Linked DNA regions of Mus musculus: regions 1 and 2 are each linked to region 3. The links are chromatin contacts, called in public Hi-C maps. All regions are on one chromosome and are shown on one strand. The core of a region is the stretch at or near the end of the contact, and the rest is flanking DNA. Distances in the headings are between cores, read along the strand shown. Region 1 overlaps Negr1 (neuronal growth regulator 1). Region 2 overlaps Negr1 (neuronal growth regulator 1). Region 3 overlaps Negr1 (neuronal growth regulator 1).

Region 1 (3,311 bases), core at 794-3,293, 160 kb after region 3:
TCTGGTTTTCTCTTTCTCTCTCCCCCTCCTCCCCTCTCTGTCCCTCCCCATCTCCCCATCTCTCCCCTTGTAAAAACTTATTCACCTTTCATGTTATTAGCCAAATTTTGCTTTGTGGAGAGAGCAAGCTGAGAATTGCACTTGCGGATCAGGAATCTGAATGCTAGAAGGTTGCATTTTACATAGCTGAAAAGGCCTTTGGAAAAGTCAGTATAGATATTTACCATACTGGGCCTTACTGTAGAACAAAACTAAGAAATCAGGTGAGTTACATTTTACCAACAATTTTCACAAATTACCAGGATCTAGATCTGTTCACACCCATCACCTCACTGAGCTGCACACCACTTCTGTAATTCCAAGAGAACCCCAGTCTTAGAAAAGCTGTAGCATTTGCTTAAACTCAGGCCATAAGCAGACATGGACCTCAAACCCAAGCGCTCATGGCTCCACAATGCCAGAGGTTTTCCATTGAAATATAAAGCTGAAGTAAGGATGGATGAACAGGGTAGAGACCCACTGACAGACCAGGAAGACGCGACTTGCCTCAGTCTCAGCATTCAATTAAAAACAATAATCACAGGAGGGCCCAACATGATCATGAACTCAGTGTGTACTGGGTAATTTGTTGATACTTCTTCACAAACCTCAGCTCCATTGCAATCTCCATTTTTACCCACGAGCAAAGACAAAGCCAGAAGGCAAAATACCTCGTGAAAGGTCACATGACAGTGAGCCTGTGGCATCATGAGTAGCATAATTCTCCCCTTATCACTGTGCCCCATGAGCTTCAAAAATCACACATACTTAGAAATGCCTTTGAGTGGAAGGAACCACATTACAGTAGAGAATTTTAAAGTATCAGATTCAACCCTTGTTCTTCAGGGTTCCAGAGTGGTGTGATTCACAGCAAGCCAACTACTCATGATTTCTAACTGCTGTGAGGTTTCGTGAACATGGTCAGGAGAAGCTGTGAAGAAAGCCCTGTCTCCTGCAATCTGTCTTCCCTGATAGATGCTTCCACGGCTTGTGTAACTTCTTTATACACTTAGCTTTACAGTTCAAATGCCCATAGAAAAATCAGGAGAAATCTTAATATGTGTTTAATATTTGTGAATTTCACAACTGTTCATATGGCCCTGTGCCCACCTAGGCTATGTTAGGAAAACATATATTTAAGTCACTATTAAAACAACACAAAGTAAAAACATGAAAATTTAAAATCAGGTTTTAAAGTATGTTTCGATTGTGGCATTATAATATTTAAGGACAAAGACCTAGGCATTTCTATACTGAAAACTCATTTTAGAACTCAATACCAGAAGATAAAGCCATACATAAATTGAACAATAACACGGTAATCAATGTGACTTTTTGTTATTTTTATTTCTGTACCATAATGGTGTCAAAAATGAATATAATAATAGAAAGACAATAGGAAGCTGAACAAAACAGTAAAATCAAAACCTTTAACTAGAGCTATATTATTTGTACTTATATAGGATGTTACTGAGCTTGGTGCTTTCAGTGGCAGCCACAAAACCCATTGCTCACATCCCTGCCTCCTGCAGGAGTCACTGCAGCCATAGACACCATCTGTCTACCAGTTACAGCCTTGCTGCCCTCCTCTGGGCAGAGCAGTGCTCACCCGGGCTTGGCCCACACTGTAAGTCAGGTGGCATTAGTCCTTTACCTTAAGTCCCCTCTCTACCACCTGCCTTTTAATTTTAAAAATCTTAAAAATAAAATAAAGACTGAATATGCAGATTGTAAATAGAAGTAGAAAGAGATATTTGTTACAGAAAAATGTAAAGACATTTTAAGACAATGCTTAAAAAGAATAATAGTCATATTTTATTCAGTGCTGTTAAAATCCTGGCCACTGCTAACAAGCTATTTTGTAGCTTTCTCATTTACTGTTTACAGTCTCATCAGAAAATCAATAGCATTGTTATTGTCATTTCCCAAAGGAGGAACTGTGCATGAGTCACACACCTGGTAATGGGTTCCCTAGCAGATGAACATAAACACCCGCAGAGCAGAGCCAGCGCCTCCATACCCTGCACACCCCACTGTGCTCTGCCTGCTCCTTGGAAAACTCTGGCCTTTCCATCTCTTCTCTAACTGCACAGTGGGTCTCATCTGCTGGGCCTGTTTGTTTTTGACCAACACCAGAGGGGGAAAAAACAATAGAATAAAATAATTTAAATCAACCCTTTCCTGAATTTGGGTCAGACTGCCCCCCTCTGTACCATGGGAACATCTAGAAGTAGTTCCACTGTGTGTGGCAAGAATTTTCTCCTTGTTAATTTAGCCTAGCAAAGCAAATATCAACAGAGACGGACTCTCTAGTAAATGTACATCCAGTATATAGGTTCACAAGGTCACTAATTTCATTTATTCCGTGGGTGCTACATAATTAACTGTTGTCACCTGTGTTCTGGCTGCCTCACAATGTCACAGCCACGTATTTGGTTCCTCATCATATTTTCCATCATTAGTCAATATTGATCGTATTGATCGTTTTCTATATTCTATAGCCATATACACTAAGTTTAATAAAGGAGTCTGGTAGTTAGTAGCCAGGTTTAAGTTGTTTGACATACATTTAAGCAAACGGTACCCCAAGTATATCAGAAATCTTCTGCTGTGAAGTTCCTTTTGTCTCATTGGCCCCCACAACTTCCAGCGTTCCCTGTGAGGGCAGGAGCAAGCGCCTCACACACTGGTGGGATGACCTTACCTGGCTCATGATTCAGATCAGACTCCAGTGATTGACATCTGCTTCAGTGCAGTCATAATCATCTAACTGTGGATTAATGCAGCTGAGTCTAGCACAGCAAATATCAACAGAGAAGGACTCACTAATGAATATACATCCCGCATATAGGTTCACGAGGTCCTTTCCAAGCAAAGCTCAAGTCCGTTTCATTAAAGCCTGCTGCCTCAGAGTAACTGACAAGGTCAGGGGCTACAGAGCAAGTCTGCACTCAGCCCAGATACTATGCTTGGACCAACAGGAAGATACATTGTTTCTAAACGTCTTTCACACAAGGTTACAATAGGAAAACTGTTCCTGGTCACAAAATAGCAAGGGCAAAGATGGGAGGGAACAACCTAGGGTTCTGGAAACTTAAGACCTTTTAAAATAATGCTTTCCTGGTAGGCACTGCCAGATGTCTGAAAGCAAGACACTGGGGGATCTCCACTGCCTTCTAAACACAAAGTGAAAGATATACAATGGTTTTCTTTCTGTTTGGTTGAAGTGCAGGGGATGGAGCCTCTACCTCAACTTCATTGGAGTTGTTAAA
Region 2 (3,522 bases), core at 920-3,419, 180 kb before region 3:
TGTATGCAATGGTGTCTGCCTTTGGCGGCTGATTATGGGATGGATCCCCGGATATGGTAGTCTCTAGATGGTCCATCTTTTTGTCTCAGCTCCAAACCTTGTCTCTGTAACTCCTTCCATGGGTGTTTTGTTCCCAATTCTAAGAAGGGGCAAAGTGTCCACACTTTAGTCTTCGTTCTTCTTGAGTTTCATGTGCTTTGTATCTTGTATCTTGGATATTCTAAGTTTCTGGGCTAATATCCACTTATCAGTGAGTACATATCATGTGAGTTCTTTTGTGATTGGGTTACCTCACTCAGGATGATGCCCTCCAGGTCAATCTATTTGCCTAGGAATTTCATAAATTCATTCTTTTTAATAGCTGAGTAGTACTCCATTGTGTAAATGTACCACATTTTCTGTATGCATTCCTCTCTTGAGGGGCATCTGGGTTTTTTCCAGTTTCTGGCTATTATAAATAAGGCTGCTATGAACATAGTGGAGCATGTGTCTTTCTTACCAGTTGGAACATCTTCTGGATATATGGCTATGGCAACATTTTTGACTATTGCTGTACTCTTAGTTATTTCAAGCATATACATACATATGTGTGGGTGTGGGTGTGTGTATGTGTGTGTGTGAGAGAGACAGAGAGAGAGACACAGAGAGAGAGACAGAGAGACAGAGATGAACACACATATAAATGAATATGCATAGTGTACGATGACAGTGAATCTTAGCAGAATTTAATTTTCTCCTGTGTCATTTTCTCTGGTCTGGATGGATGGGTGGTTTTGGGCAGGCATAACATCTCTTCCAAGAAACGAGAAGCCCTGGTAACCCCCAACAGACTCCACATGGAAATTGATCACAACACTCATCACTCAGGAAGATCCACCAGAAGTACTCAGAACTAATGGATATCCTCCAGGTAAGATGGGCCTCAGGTGAGACATCAGGATGCTGGTCACTCTGTCTCTCTTACACTAGAATGCAACAAGATAACCTAAGACAGAACACATGGTGACAGAGGGATTTGGAGAATCTTTCTTACATCTGTTATCATTGACCAGAGGTAGGGGATAACTCCAGCAAGATGGCTTATGTGGCTACAGCTGCATCCTGGAGAGGACAGGGACATTTCAACATGAATCCAGAGCTTTAGATGGTGGCCAAAGAAAGCAATTCCTAGACAAGGGAAATGATTTTGAACTTATAACATGGCCACTGATACATTAATATTTTATTAGTAATAATTATTATAAAATTTATCATGTATTATTACAACATAATTTCATTTATTAATTTAAAGGGTTCTTAATAATAATAGTTATTATTATTATAGAAACAGGCTGTGGCTAATTTAATTGAGGCACTAGTTAGTTATGGCTATGGTGTTCAATCATGAGCAGAAATAATTATTACTTTCAGAATATGTTGGTTTCAACCATGTCATGTTAGTGTAAGGAAATAGTATATAACAGAAGTCTGCACTGTGAGCCTCTGTGGACAGGCTACTTTTGACTGAGTTCACGCTCTTCATGAGCTCTATCCTGTTGGAAGTCTATGCTAAAGAGTTCCTTTCTGAGTCATTTTCTGCCTTTAGAATCGGTTAGGTGCCCTGCTGCTTAGCTCAGCTTTTGAAAGCTGTCTTCTTTTTCTAACCATGGCCCATTAGCCTAGCTATGGGAGCGAGTTCCAGAAGTTTGATCCTGTGAGAGTGCCCTGAAATTATAGAATCTTCACTAGGGAGTAGCATCCTCATGTGTCAACTGGATGCAGTGAACACCCAGGTTACACTTGAGGACTTTGCCCTGGGCCGATAGACAGAATGCCCTGTTGCCATTTCCCTCAGGTCCTCTGCAATGTGCCCCTCATTGTCTCTTTACAATGAATGCCACTGTTTCCAGAAACAAATGAAACAAAAGACAGGGCCTGAATGTCAGATAGAACCCAACCTTATTGGCATCTTAAATGCACAAAGTGTTCATATCTTGACTATAAACATAAATGACCTGCCTCTGAGTGGTATGGACACCCAGCACATAGCACCCTGTTGTGCACTGATGCACTTGTAGGAAATGAGTCTGTTGGGCTGCCTGCATTTCTCCAAGGAGAGAAGTGCTTACATACAGGCCTGACTACCTAGGTACCATTTCTACATCCCACAAGGGGGCAGGAGAGAACTGACTCTTAAAGTTGTGCTCTGATCTTTATGTGCCAGCACAGCACAGCACAGCACAGCACAGCACAGCACAGCACAGCACAGCACAGCACAGCACACACACACACACACACACACACACACACACACACACACACACACACTAAAATGAATGCACTTTTAAAAATCAAAACCAGATTTTTATGCCATGGCTTCTTCAAATGTTATCTGCAAAGTATGAGCTAAAATGATCCTTTATAAAGTTTTTGCTTTGCAGGAATGGAGGCCTGATCTCAGCCCTTCCAATCTCCCTGCTGAGAAGACAGAATAGGAGGCTCCCAAGGGGCTTTCTGTAAGCACCTGAGAGTAAGCGCTGAGCTCAAGACCTCAATGGGAGCTCTTGTCTCAAAAAACAAGAAAGCCAGCTACTGAGGAGTGATGCCTGGGGTTGACCTCTGGCCTCTACATTCACATGAACCCACTTTGTGTGCATTTATACACATCTACATAAAAATAAGTTATAACAAGTTAAGTTAAAAATATAAGCCATACATATGTGTGGCAGCACACATATATTCACAGATTAAGGTATATATGCACACTTCTAATATCTATGTGGAAAAACAATGAAGGGCTTTTCCATTCCAATGAAAAATGGCATTTAACATATCCCACAGGTTTTTCTTGAGATAAAGAAATATGTAGTCAGCTGGCACTGTCTCCATTCACAGATGTTTATGACTTTCTTAGAATGCTTTAGGGTCTAAAATATCTTATAAATCATCTTGGCCAAGAAATAGTTTTGTTCAGAAAATTCAATTTAAGGCAAAAAAAAAAAAAAAAAAAAGATTGGTTTCTAAGTCACCTGACTATAGGGTAGAAGAAAGTGGTTCAACTCCCTTAAGCTGCATATACAGGGATACACAGATCTTGTTTTCCTTAAATTAAGATCAGTGCTGTTCTAGAAACATAACTGGAGAATGAAACTTTATGCATATGAAACCCAATATTCTTTATGAGAGCAAAGAGTTCTGTTTATTCATCTCTGTCCTCTCATTTTAAAGATGGCAAAACTGAGTTTCAGAGAAGGCAAGTGATTCATCCAGGAGACAATGGAGTCTACTCAACCTTGAAAGGCTTCAAGCATTCAGCATTCAGCTGGAGTTGGAGGCTTGCCTTCTAATTCTGCTTTCTCTGCCTGGAGAAGATGGAGCGGAGCACTCTGTGGCTCAGTGTCTACTGCGCAGTCTCACTGTCCAACCCAGGAGCAGTGTCTGGATTTCCACTGAAAACTTCTGATGCACATGCAGAAATGCACAAATGCATGGGCATCCCACTATCTATTTTCACAGGCATTTCCCTGTTTTGTTTTGTTTTCA
Region 3 (3,611 bases), core at 56-2,555:
TATTCACACAGACAATTAGCTGTCTATGTTTCTTTAGTTCCGTACACTTCATAATCTCTTTGGCCTGTTATAACAAAATACTTGGAACACTTTGCAAATAACACATCTCTCACAGTTCTGAAATCCAAGAAGTGCAAGATCAAGGTAATGTCAGGTTTGGTGTCTGAAAAGGCCACTCCTTCTGCTGCCATCTGCTGTACCCTAGCACAGTTCACCAGTGCACTGAAGGACCACTGGTCCCCTTAGAAAGCTACAATTTCATTCCTGTGGGCAGAGTCCTGCTCCCTTAAAGCTCCTCTTAGAAATCAGGCATACAGTTGAGGTTTCCACAACTGAGCTTTTGTGAAATGCTCATAGTCAGAAAGTCTACACCCTGGGGTACATCTCACCCACCATATCCCTTTCATGCTTATTTCTCTCTCAGAAAGTGAACTCTACTTCATTGTCTCCACATCCTTCCTTCTCCTCCTCCTCTTGACTTTTAGCGCCAACAAATCCCCTGACACTTAGGGCAGGACATATGTTTTATCTACAGAATAAAGCCAATAACAGGCAACTCCCACAGGGAACAATACTGTGACCTTATTATGTCTGTTTAGATCATTTCACAGAATTTCTTGTTCTCTCTGGGGTAACATAAACAACATTTAACCCCTCCTGATATGGCTCCAACTACAAAGCAATGAGGGATGCCACCAGAGTCCACCTTGAGCTTAGTTTCAGAGCATGGGTAAGGGTTTATGGGCAGGAATATGAGTGAGCCCACATAGCTCCAGTGGAAGATCTGTACACAGCATGGGTGCTGGTTTCCACACACCCACATAGATGGAGCCTCATCCCATATCCTTTCCCAGAATGTACACTTGAGCTTTTCTCTGAGACACAGGATCATATGTAATTAGGAAGGAATAACTTGCAAATAGTTGGTAAGAGAACTTATATTCTGGGTGGTGAGGGTCCAGAGGAGGAGACAAAGACATGAGTTCACATGTCGATGATGGACTCTCATAACTGGGTACAGCTGATCTCATGATTAAGGCCAGTAGTATGGCTCACAAGACAGCATTGAGGAACACTTGATACATCTCAGTTGACAAAGATTTGAGCATATCCATTCTGTGGAACAAGACATTCCGACATCAGCAAACCAAGAAGAAGAGCTGAGTCAATCTACTCCTCATCAGCTGCAATGCATGTGGACCATTTATTTGCGTCTGATGAGAATACTGGCAATACTCTGCCTTAGCAGAGAACTTCTTAATTGTACAAAACAAACTCCCACTCTCCCCAGCTGGAGCACTCTGTACACAGAAGCTCTTACGGAGCTCTCAGGCAGATGCATATATGTAACTTATTTACCTCATTCATGCCAGAGCAGAGCCAAATAACACATTTATTTTTAACTCCCATGTGTTTGCTTTTATAATGATTCTCTCTCTCTCTCCTCTCTCTCCCCCCTCTCTCTCCCTCTCCCCCCCCCCCCGTCACTCTGTCACTCTGTCAGCAAAGTGGGAAAGTTTGACATTTGGCCACACATTTGGAGATTTTGGCAGTTTGACTTGAGGGCACCTAGAGGGTATAATCTTGGTAGTATCTGAAGTAAAGTTCACGTCAATAATTTGAGGACTTTTACAGTGTAATGTATACTTTAAAATTAACCCCATGCTGAAGACTGCAGACTGAGATGTCAAAAACGCTTAGGATACAGTTTAAAATAACTTGTGAGTCCAGGTTTTGGGAGGTGTTCCTGGCCCGAGGAACAACCAGATCCTCAGTTTGTCCCTGGGGGCTTGAGATGAGCCTGATGTCTGGGGTCTCTGCAAGGGCAGATCTTTTCTCCTGAGGAGAAGGGAGACTTCCTAACAGATAGGCTGACCATCTGCATGGCAGCAGAGGAGGCTTTGGCAGGAAACTACAAAGCACAGCAAGGCATCCTGGTTTGAACAAAATGTTTTTATGCAATGTGTTACCATGGGGATTGTTTTGCATCTGACATTACCGCCCACATGCATCAGCCTGGGTTTATTTCCTGACCAAATGAAGTTTATTTATTTATTTTCCTTCTTAATATTTTAGAAAAACATTTCTAAATTTCTAAATCAAGTTTCTAAATAACTTAATGAACAGTGTTGATGGATTATAATAAAACTTTCATCTATCATTAGTAAGAGGGAACTGAAGATGCAGATATTTCTTTAAAGTGAATTTTATTTTAATTAATATTTTACTATATTTAGACAAAGTACATAGCCTATATCGGAAGACAGAAAATGTTTAAGTCATATATTGTGTTAATTTCACTCAGTAACATTTTATCAGACTCTGTGCACAAGAATCTGTAGGTCAAGAAACTGGGATCAAGTAATACTGGAGTCAGGGGAGGGAGAAATGTTGAAACAGATGCTGGACGTTGATTTTTTTTTAAATTTTTTTTGAAATCTAAGAACAGCCAATAGTCTAGGACATAAACCTGAGTCCATAGCTGGCAGCCTGGCTTCCATGTTCAGCTACATATAGACCACAAACATCTATGTATCTTGTATGTTCTAAATGACTTTGAAAAATTAGAAAATTAAAAAAAAATCTTAAATATGTTTTGCAATAACTAAATACAAGAGTAATAAGCTTGAACTAACCTCCCTTAGAGTAGCTCAGCTATTCGCCACTGCCTTACATTTACCTGATTTGCTCATTTTGTTGCCAACCTGGTCCAACTGGGTTCTTGTCAATGGTTGTTGCATGACTGTTCAGCATGAAGGCATAGGTGTTTTCTGGAGTGTGACTCCTGCACAGGCTAGATTAGATCACAGAGGAACTGGAGTGGCCAGGTAAGAGGTAAGCATAGCCAGAGAAAGTGGTGGCCTGAAAGCTGCTTCTGAGAAATACTTGAGAGGGAAATACAGATAATTAGTCTAAATGATAAAGTTCCTGTAGGAGGGGGAGGGATGGTGTGAAGATGAGAAGCCCAAAATAGCACAAAGCAGAGATCTGGCATTGCTGCCTCCTTTTAGAAACTTAAGCAGATTCGATATTTTACAATTTCATAGATGTGTTTGATGCTTTTTGATTGTGCAACCCTGACTTCCAGCCCTCTTCCCTAAGGATCCATTTCCCATACTCAAGTCTTCTTGCTTTGTTTTGTGACCACTGAGTTTCGCCACATAAAGGTAGGGTTACACTGCACCCACAGTCTGTCTCCTTTTCATCTTTGATGTGGATGTAAGAGTTCCATTGCACCCTCTCAGGGAATGAATGAGCAGGGGTTTCCCTTTGGGGCACAGTTTTGAGTGTTAACTTGAGGAAATTTCCAGTAATTGCGAGTCATGGCAAACCTATGCTGACCTCTCTGAGATATTTGTCAGTATTAATCAGTAATAATAAAGTGTGAATCTCCAGGACTGAGATGAAAATGTGTCTGTTCATGTAGCTGCAGAGCTTTGCAAACACGCTGTCCTTGGTAGATGCTTATCGGGGTAAACTTGAGGAATATGCATGAACTATGTGCTGCGTTTTCAAAGACCCTACTCAGGATGATTTGCTGTTTCCAAATCCAGAGTGTTACGATTTCTCTGATAGTCCCATTATCTTGCTAGTCATTCCAGATGAACTAA

The links. A called contact is a pair of places that touch in the nucleus more often than the background predicts.
Region 1: a Hi-C map of cerebellar granule neurons shows a contact between it and region 3, with 2.1 times the contacts expected there. The contact joins two enhancer-like sites. A contact is called at or near these places in 1 of 39 promoter capture datasets (hippocampal neurons) and 4 of 484 Hi-C or Micro-C datasets (brain, cerebellar granule neurons and cerebellum).
Region 2: a contact with region 3 is called in a Hi-C map of cerebellum, with 4 times the contacts expected there. The contact joins two enhancer-like sites. A contact is called at or near these places in 4 of 484 Hi-C or Micro-C datasets (cerebellum, cerebral cortex, nephron progenitors and 1 more).

What each region holds. Positions count from the first base shown.
Region 1 is chr3:156,770,558-156,773,868 of GRCm38.p6, reverse strand. The region is part of intron 1 of Negr1 (neuronal growth regulator 1); the gene reads right to left. Among named protein-coding and RNA genes, the nearest start is that of Negr1, 210 kb to the right of the region's middle. Within about 2 kb of position 2,043, at least 14 of the 459 cell types and tissues checked have an H3K27ac peak or open chromatin away from gene starts, as enhancers often do. A contact at or near this core is called in cerebellar granule neurons and cerebellum, where this site is marked.
Region 2 is chr3:157,108,173-157,111,694 of GRCm38.p6, reverse strand. All of the region lies in intron 4 of Negr1 (neuronal growth regulator 1), which reads right to left. Among named protein-coding and RNA genes, the nearest start is that of Gm24373, 100 kb to the left of the region's middle. Within about 2 kb of position 2,169, at least 21 of the 459 cell types and tissues checked have an H3K27ac peak or open chromatin away from gene starts, as enhancers often do. A contact at or near this core is called in cerebellum, where this site is marked.
Region 3 is chr3:156,926,850-156,930,460 of GRCm38.p6, reverse strand. All of the region lies in intron 2 of Negr1 (neuronal growth regulator 1), which reads right to left. Among named protein-coding and RNA genes, the nearest start is that of Gm24373, 280 kb to the left of the region's middle. Within about 2 kb of position 1,305, at least 17 of the 459 cell types and tissues checked have an H3K27ac peak or open chromatin away from gene starts, as enhancers often do. A contact at or near this core is called in cerebellar granule neurons and cerebellum, where this site is marked.